2 separate regions of the Mus musculus genome follow, and region 2 is linked to region 1. A link is a contact called in public promoter capture Hi-C data. All regions are on one chromosome and are shown on one strand. The core of a region is the stretch at or near the end of the contact, and the rest is flanking DNA. Distances in the headings are between cores, read along the strand shown.

Region 1 (4,166 bases), core at 892-3,391:
ACAGTCTAAAAAAACCGCCAGGATAGTCTTCTCCATGTACATACTCAAAACCCAGACAGCAAGCCACAGTCATTCCCACTGGGGAACATGTACATCATTCTACAGGCCAGCCATTGAACCTGTGGACCACAGTCCTGTTTCGGCGCATCACCACGACAGGTATCTTCCAAGGATCTAGTGGACAGGCAAAGACTTGGATAACACAGGCAAGCCACCCATGGCCCGTATAGGGAGGCAGAGACTGAAAACCTAAGGGGAGGAAGCTCCACACAGAAGACGAGGCATGGTCCAACCACCAGACAGGAAGTGCAGGTCTCGAGCTAGTGACCTCGGGTGAAAAATCAGAGCTCTGCTACAAATGCCACTCTGGCTCAACCAGGAAGATTTCTTAGCACGTTTTCTCCTGCTCTTTCTAAAGATTTTTGATTTTGAAGAAAATTTTCAACACAAGGTTCCTGGGACCCAGAACTAAACGAAAAAGCAAGAAGAGAGATGATGAGACCAGTAGGTGTTTTCCTGGAGGAAACTCTAAAATAAACTCCTCAGAGGTCAGACCTCCCTGGTGGACAGCTCATGAAGATAGAGGGACGGGTGGAAGGAAGCTAGGAAGCACCTTCTTCTCTTCCTCCATTCAGCTGATTTTTCCAGCGAATGGCAGGACACATGAGGGGACTAAGGCAGATTTGGTATCTAGGAAGACTCCAGCCCACCAAGGTGCATTGCCCTGACAGTTCCTTCTCATTCCAGGACATGTGCATTCGCATTTCCCTTTGGATTTTACACAGAGAGGCAGATATCCAGCCTGAAGTAGGGTTGTCAAAAGGGGCCTCCCTCCTGGTATCCAAGACAGAGTGGGCGGGGACCTGTCGCCAGTCAGGCAAGCAGTCATTGTAATAGACTGGAAAGAAGACGTCTGTTGAATATTAAACTGACTTAGGCATGCCCTGGACGATACAATACAATCCATAAAATGCCCCCACGACTGCAGGTCATTTACTGCAGGTCCAGTCACCAGAGGACAAGACCCAAAGATGGACAGTGCTGTGGGATTCTGACTGTGCTGTGTCCTGAGTTACTAACACCATGGCGTCCTGAAAACGCACCTGTTGTCTGTTCTCAGTCCAAAGCATCAACTTCTCTAGGGGCTGCAAATGACCCAACCCTTTGGACTCCAAAATCTTAAAAGGCCATTTCTCAGAGTCTCTGAAGCAACATGTGGGTTCCAGTGCAAAAGTTCCATCGGAAGACATTTCCCAGGGGTCTTTCTTCTTCCCTTCGAATGAACCCTAAGCTCCACCATTTCCGCTCCCCACACCTCCTGGTGTCTAAAGACTACAGAACGGAAAGCACTAACCTGTCTCCAAGGCTCCCCCCGCCGCTGGAGGAAACCACCTGGTACAGAAGTTTGAGGTTGCAGGGATTCCCCTCTTCAGAGGCAGGTGACAGGTGGCATCCTCAGTGACTCTTCCAGTGCCTGGCGGAGCCTCCCAGGCTGGAGCAGGGAACTGAGTCCCCTGAGGAAGAGGAGTCGAAGGAGGAGGAGGGGGAGAGGGAGGACCTACCTGGGGAAGATGGCACACCCCCCACCCCCTGCCTGCTACCCTAGGGAGGAGGGGAGGAGCCTCTCCCAGCCAGGAGTTGTCTCCTCCCCTTTGGGGGAATCCCCCTCCCCCCCCAAACTGGATCTTTCAGGGGCTGAGGGCTCTTTCTGTCAGTTGGAGATCTGAGTGGAGGGGCTCTGCCCCGGTCCACTGTCTAGGTGCACGGAAGTTGAGGGGCGAGGTCTTCTACTCTCCAGCAAACTGGAACCAATTCCTGGCGGTTCCCTGGAGGGTCCTGGCTTGTGCGTATCAGGACGCCTCTCCGCGGTGAGTCCCGGGTGGGATGCGGGGTGCCTACTCCACAGGCATGGCTCCCTTTCTCTCTGCCTCAAAAGTCCCAAACTGTCTGGAGTGCGCTGAGGCGTGAGGGAGGTCTCACTCCGGGTCCTTCAGGTCTCACTACCCTTCCCGACTTCTGGGGGTCTCCGCTGGAGCCACCGTGGGAGGGACAGCCGCGTGCCCTGCGGCGATCTCTTCTGGCTGTCCGGGGAGTAGGGAGGGTCCTCCCTCCCAAGGGAGAGGGAGCAGGTCCCGGCACAGGGTGTCCCGAGGGTGGGGTCCTCGCACTCCGGCTCCCGCCCGCCTGGCCGGCCGGCCTGGACAGCAGGGTCCCGGAGGCCGCGGTCCGGGCTCCCGTCACCCGCTGCCGGGCGGCAGCGCCTCCCGGGTCACGTCCCCCGTCCGCCGCGCTTCCCGGAGCGTGGGGCTCCCCGCGCTGCCACCTCTGAGGCTCCGACCGGTCGGGGCAGCCAGGAGCCGGCAGGCGGACGGAGCGCGTCGGGGCTCGGCTCGGGCTCGGCTCAGCTCCGCTGCAGGCCCCGGCTCCTCCCCGGCCTCGGCGCCGCGCTCCGCGCCCCTCCCCCTCCCGCCGCCGCGGCCGCCGCCTCCCGGCGCGGGTTAAGGAGGAGCGCGGAGCCCCGCAGCCCACGGGTCGCCGACCCTCCGTCCCGGGCACTGGCGATGCCAGCGTCCACGCTAAGGGCCACACACACCTCTCATTGTGCTGTGGTCTACGCCTAAGACAAGTATTCCCAGTTTTCTCAGAAACGCATTTGATGGCTCCTCTCTTTCTCTTCCAGACAGCTTATAAAGGGTTATAGGGCCGGGCGTGAAGTTAAAGTTTACTCTTATCCTGGAGGTCAGTGAAAGATTGGATCGAGGATGTATAAAAAGATAAATGAGTCTGTTATAGAGAAATGAGCATCGGGAAATGGGGTCTTGTGTTAGTTTCGGCTCTGCAAACTTGTGCAAGGCCCTAGTTTCTGGAAGCATAGCCTGTGAAGAAGGGACTATGATACTCTGGCCTGCCTACTAATATGGATGTCGCAGTCACCAAAGGAAATGATTTACGAGTTGCTTTTTAAAATGGTCTAGTACACAAAGGGTTCAAAGCATGATTATTCATTTCCCTTATAAAATGTCATTTTTTTTTACCTTTGTGCTAAAGTCAAGTGACATTTCTATAGACTATGTTATCCTGAGTGCCACAGGGAGATAGAATGGGCTCTCAGCACATCCCTCTACTTCTTACAGAATAATCTCCATCCTGGGACAGGAAATAGAACCAGGTTAGCCCATCTCTTACCTCCCCAGTCATGCTATTCCAGTACAAACTCTTAGGTATATCACCCTCTGGCTTACTTTTCTCCAATTGTGTTCTATTATAAAATGATAAGACAAAAGAAATTGTTCACTTGATATTTGAATTGCTCAAAAAGATGACAGTTTGATGACTCCCTGTAGAAAGAGATGTCATTTGTCTTCTGGCTAAATATATGCCTACTGCCATTTACTTACATTCTTGTACATATAACCACATTACACATACAACGTCTGCATTAAGGCTTCACACTCTCCGTGTGTTATCACACTTGATTCTTACTGGCAATTCCATGCAGCAGTATCAGGCCTTTAGAGTGTAACTACAGCTTGAAGATATTGTTTGTGTCTGAGTTCATGTAATTCGCACCATTATGCAATTCGTAGTGTTACTTTGTGTCAGGTGTTGAACCCAAATGGCCTTAGAGCCAGGGTCTAAACCTCTAGTACATTGTTGGCTTAAACTGGGAAAACATGTCATTCTCAAATTGCCAGTCAGTGAGCCCCCTAACAAAGCCTCTTCCCTCCCCACACTTCCAGTATCCATGTGAAAAGATTCATTTCCTCCAGCCTAGTGGCACCCACTTGTGAGTATCTTGAGTTCAAGGGCAGCTAGAGGAGGATCTTGATTTCAAGGGCAGCTAAACTATATCATGAGACCCTATCTGTAAAAAGGATAAGATGGGGCCAGGCTTACAGCCCAACTGGTAGAGGGCTTGCCTGGCAAGCATGAGGCCCTGGCCTCTATCCCTAGCACCACAAAAGCACAACCCTATACAATGGCAAGTATTTATGGTCCCAACACTGGGGAGGAGAAACCAGGAAGATCAGTAGTTCAAGGCCAGCCTACACTATGTAATGAGTTAGGGAGGGGGAGGCATTGTTATAAAATAGGTCTTATAGCCCAGGCTAGCCTCAAACTCTCTATGTAGCAAAGGATAGCTTTAAACTTCTGATCCTGGAGTG
Region 2 (4,166 bases), core at 645-3,144, 4.6 Mb before region 1:
GACAACATTCTGGTGCTCACAGGAGAAGAAAAGGTAAACAATCAAGGCCAAAACCAAAATAAAGAAAAACAATACCAACAGAACTCAGCCATATGAGGATGGGCCAGAGCACAGAAAACACAAGGCTGTGTGTTCATTAGTAATAACAAAAGTCAGCTTGCTTAGCAAAACTTAAAAGTCTTACCTATGATTTCACAGAAGAGTGCTCCCTCCCACCCCCCCTTTTTTTCCCCAAGAAAATGGTTTTTATAATAAACCAAACACATGAAACCCTCACTAGATCCTTTGTAATTCTCACCAGGGTATAAATGGCCCAACAATACAGATAGAAGTGTGATCCTGAAGGAAAGAGGTACAGAGTGAGCACAGAACCCTTAGTGCATTCCTGTGCCAGTCACTGTCAAGAATTCAACAAGCATTTCTTGTGCAACAGGAGCTGTTCTCTAGTTGAACACACAACTCAGAGGATTTGAAGTACGTGACCTTGAACAGAATATATACACTGCTGACGTATGTTGTGGGGAAATCAACACAAAGGGGCGGGGCGGCTGGTAAAAACCAACTCCATATTGACATGTAAGAGATGGATACTGATGACACTTAATAGTTAACAGTGAACAGCGTGTATGTATGAACAGCTATCCCAATTTTGCTAAAATCACATCCAAACGTATACTTTCCTCTGCCCTGATCTGATGACAGTATTAGTGTATGAATCAAAACTATCTGGTAACTGTCATGATGGAATGGGATGGAATGGAACTACAATGTGGACTGAATCCCAATTCATGGGCTCATTTCTAATCAGGTACTAACTTTCAGACGTGGGAAAATTTACTGATAGACTTAACTGATAATACACTTAAGTAGGAAGTAGGTTACTGGTTTTGTGAGGGAAAGCAAAAGGGTTACTTCAAGTATTGACTTAGAGGGTTATTGAAGTCAAATTAATGGTTAGCTCAGCTTCTGAGGTAGTTTCACAAACTAAGTCCACAAATTTCTTGAAATGCGATTCTGCCCATCGACCCCGAAGTTTTAAGTTCAGCGTACATTTTTCTCACTATTACATTCCCATAACAAGATCTGAATACTCTTGACAAATAGATCTGAATCCTCATTCATGGCGGGTAGGAGTTTGAATGAACGAACGAATGAATGAACGAACGAACCAATGAATGAAAGCAAGTATTAAAAAAAAATGCCTGCAGACATAAGACCTACTGAAGGCAAACAAAGGATTCCAGATCATTGTTCTAACCACGGAAAGAAAACATTTAAGAACGTCATCCCCTGAAACTCATATAGAGGATCCTCCATGCTCTGTAGCTCCAAAAAGAAGGAGCAACGAGGGTGCGGGGGTCGAAAGGAACTAGCAGGTTCGAAAGCCAGTAACTTCAACTGGAAAGCAGAATACAAAATATAAAATGAGGGAAAAAAGCGAAGACAGAGAAGCCCCCGGAAGTAAAATCAACAATCGGGAAAGGAAAGCAACAGCGTAGAAGCGGCCACCGAACGCTCCCACGGCTCAAAGCTGCGAGTCCACGGCCCGCAGGAGGCCCCCGCGAAGCGGGACAGCCACGACCCCGGAACGCAAACCCCCAGCCTGAGGCACCGCGGGGGCGAGTTCCCGGGAACGCCTCCCCGCCCTTCTCAGGCAACCCCGCCCACTGGGCCCGCCCCGTCCCGCCGGCTACTCACCGGATTCGCTTCCCACATAACGGTGCGAAATCGAGCGGAGAGAGCCTGGGGGAGGGGCTAGCCGTGGGGTCGATATGGTGGGCTTTTTCCGAGGGTCCCCAGGAGCGAAAGGACCGAAAGGCACCCTTTACGGAAGCCTTCCTTCTCCCCCTCCCCGTCACAAGCTGGCGTCTTCGGACCATCGAACCTCCCGACTTCCGCCTGGATCCAGCCAATCAGTGGCGGTCCCGCCCACCGCAAACTCGCTCCGCCTCTATGGCGCCCTTGGAACTTCCGCGCGTGCTGTCGCGGGCCGCCTTTACCTGTGTGGTAAAGCTGTTTGAAGCCGGCCATCATACCCACCACGTGATCGTCAAGCGTGGCAGGCTGCGTTTCCTCCATGCAGAACCTACGTTTATTAAAGATCACCTTATACCGAGTTTAGTGGCCAACCAAGTACTAGGCCTGAGAAGCACAACTCGACCAATGGCTTAAAGGTTAAAGCTTCAAACCTCTTTGTTGTTTGCAACATCCTCGAATTGGAGGTGATGATAGTTCTACCTGAGGGTGTAAATGAGCTTGCTGAAATCAGGTGCTTAGGTGTTTGCAATCTAGAAAATAATAAATAAATAAAGGGAGCTATTGGCCACGTGTCACTGGGCTTGGACGTGAACACTGACCAATATGTTGTCCCTGTCCTCGTGGATTTTAGAATCGACAGAAGAAAGCAAAAAGTAATTTGGAAACGCAAGAATGTAAAAACGTGAAATTTTAGACAGCATGGCAAATATGGAGGTTTCCAAGCAGGTTTACCTGAGTGCCTTGAATGCTAAGGCCTCAAATAGGTTCTTACACCGGTCACAAAAGAGGTACGATGGAAGAATATTCTTAAAGGCAAAGAAGTAGTGTGAGACTATAGGTGTATTTTTAAAAATAGGTCAAAGAATGACCACAGATTCAGAACCTGATTGTTTTTTACATTTTAATATATTTTTCCATTCCCATGTGTATGAATCTATTTCTTCAGACTATAGCATTCCATAGTTTACATGTTACACACATATCTTAAATAATCTACTGTGAGAGACACAAGTTACTATGTAACAAAAATTACTATAATCACTATTTTTGTTCAGACATTCATTAACCTCTTTGGAACGAATTCTTAGAAATGATACTGTTCAATAAGAAATTCTAAAAATTGTTGCCAAATGGTTAACCAGTTGCCCAAATACTTATTGCATAGCATAATTATTTTTTCTTACTACTTTGAAGTACATTTGCTAAATTTGCATGCATATGCATATATACATATATTCCTGAATATTCTTATCTGCTAATCCTCTGCTTATTCCTATGCTTTGCCATGCTATTATAATGTATAGATTCCTAATGTACTTGCTCTTTGATAAGAAATATCTCCTAATTTTCTTTTTCAGTTTTTTTCAAAATAATGAGTTCTCATCCAGAACACACTTCTTCCTGTATTTCAGGCCATGTGTCGGGAGTCGGGCTGGGCTGGGTATATGAACCCAGAACCTCACACATGCTAAACACCTCTTCCACCACTGAGTTATGCCCCTCCTGCCTAGGTCTCTGATATCTTTAAGTACATTAAAGCTATTTTTACAACAACCTTTATGTGTTTGATTTGGCTATTTTATAGGTTTTTTTTTTTCCAAGTGAAACAGTTTTCATTGCTCTAATTTAGGAAAGCTGTTGACTTTTGTAAACTTACCGTGTCATATCACCTTGCTAACTCTTAAGGCTTCAAAGAAAATGAAGTATAACTCTCAACCCTCAAAAGATTTTGTCCTAACTTCCCTGGTTAACTTGCCTTGTCGAGACCCACTCGGCCTTGAAAAGGACTAGCCCACAGTTGCTTCAATTGCTACTGCTCCCTTCTCAAGGCTAGCTAGCATCATCCTGATACTACAGCTTATTAAAAGTAATCAGGATCTATTCGTGTAGCTCAAGGTCATCTCAAATGTTCCATCACCCAAAGGCTGAGATTACGGTCATGTGCCATCACACCCAGTATAAAATTTAATCATAAGTAAAAGATAAATTAAACTAAGAAAGTCTTATAAAACTAACACACTATGACAAGTATAGTTAATTTCAGGAGTGTAAGGGCAGATAGAAGAATAGTAAATCTTTTCATGTCATTCGTCATATTGATGACCCAGCTTGAAACAGATACAGCAATGAAATAGAAGAAGCAACTGATAGCATTTAAAAGCCTTTCATATATGAAACTAGGGATAGAAAGAAACCGATTTACAAATAATAGTGTATTTAAAGAGTGTTGAGAATCACCTAGAGACCCTTCTTACTGCATTTAAGACTGAATGAATATTATCTTGTTCTATACTTTCTCAAAATTTCCTAAAGTTTTAGAACATCTTATTTGCAGGCAACATTATTGTATGATTAAAGTGCACAGATCGGCTCTCCTTCTCACTGGACCTGCCTGGGCCCTTTCAGGT

Evidence for each region. Promoter capture Hi-C pulls out the DNA fragments that hold promoters and counts their contacts.
Region 2: a contact with region 1 is called in a promoter capture Hi-C map of liver, with 4 times the contacts expected there. The contact joins the promoter of Parp11 here to the promoter of Foxj2 in region 1. A contact is called at or near these places in 1 of 39 promoter capture datasets (liver) and 1 of 9 other capture datasets (pancreatic islet).

What each region holds. Positions count from the first base shown.
Region 1 is chr6:122,818,159-122,822,324 of GRCm38.p6, reverse strand. It overlaps Foxj2 (forkhead box J2), which reads right to left and starts at 2,141. Exons shown (of 11, transcript NM_021899.3): 1 at 1,355-2,141.
Region 2 is chr6:127,451,355-127,455,520 of GRCm38.p6, reverse strand. It overlaps Parp11 (poly (ADP-ribose) polymerase family, member 11), which reads right to left and starts at 1,894. Exons shown (of 9, transcript NM_181402.4): 1 at 1,699-1,894.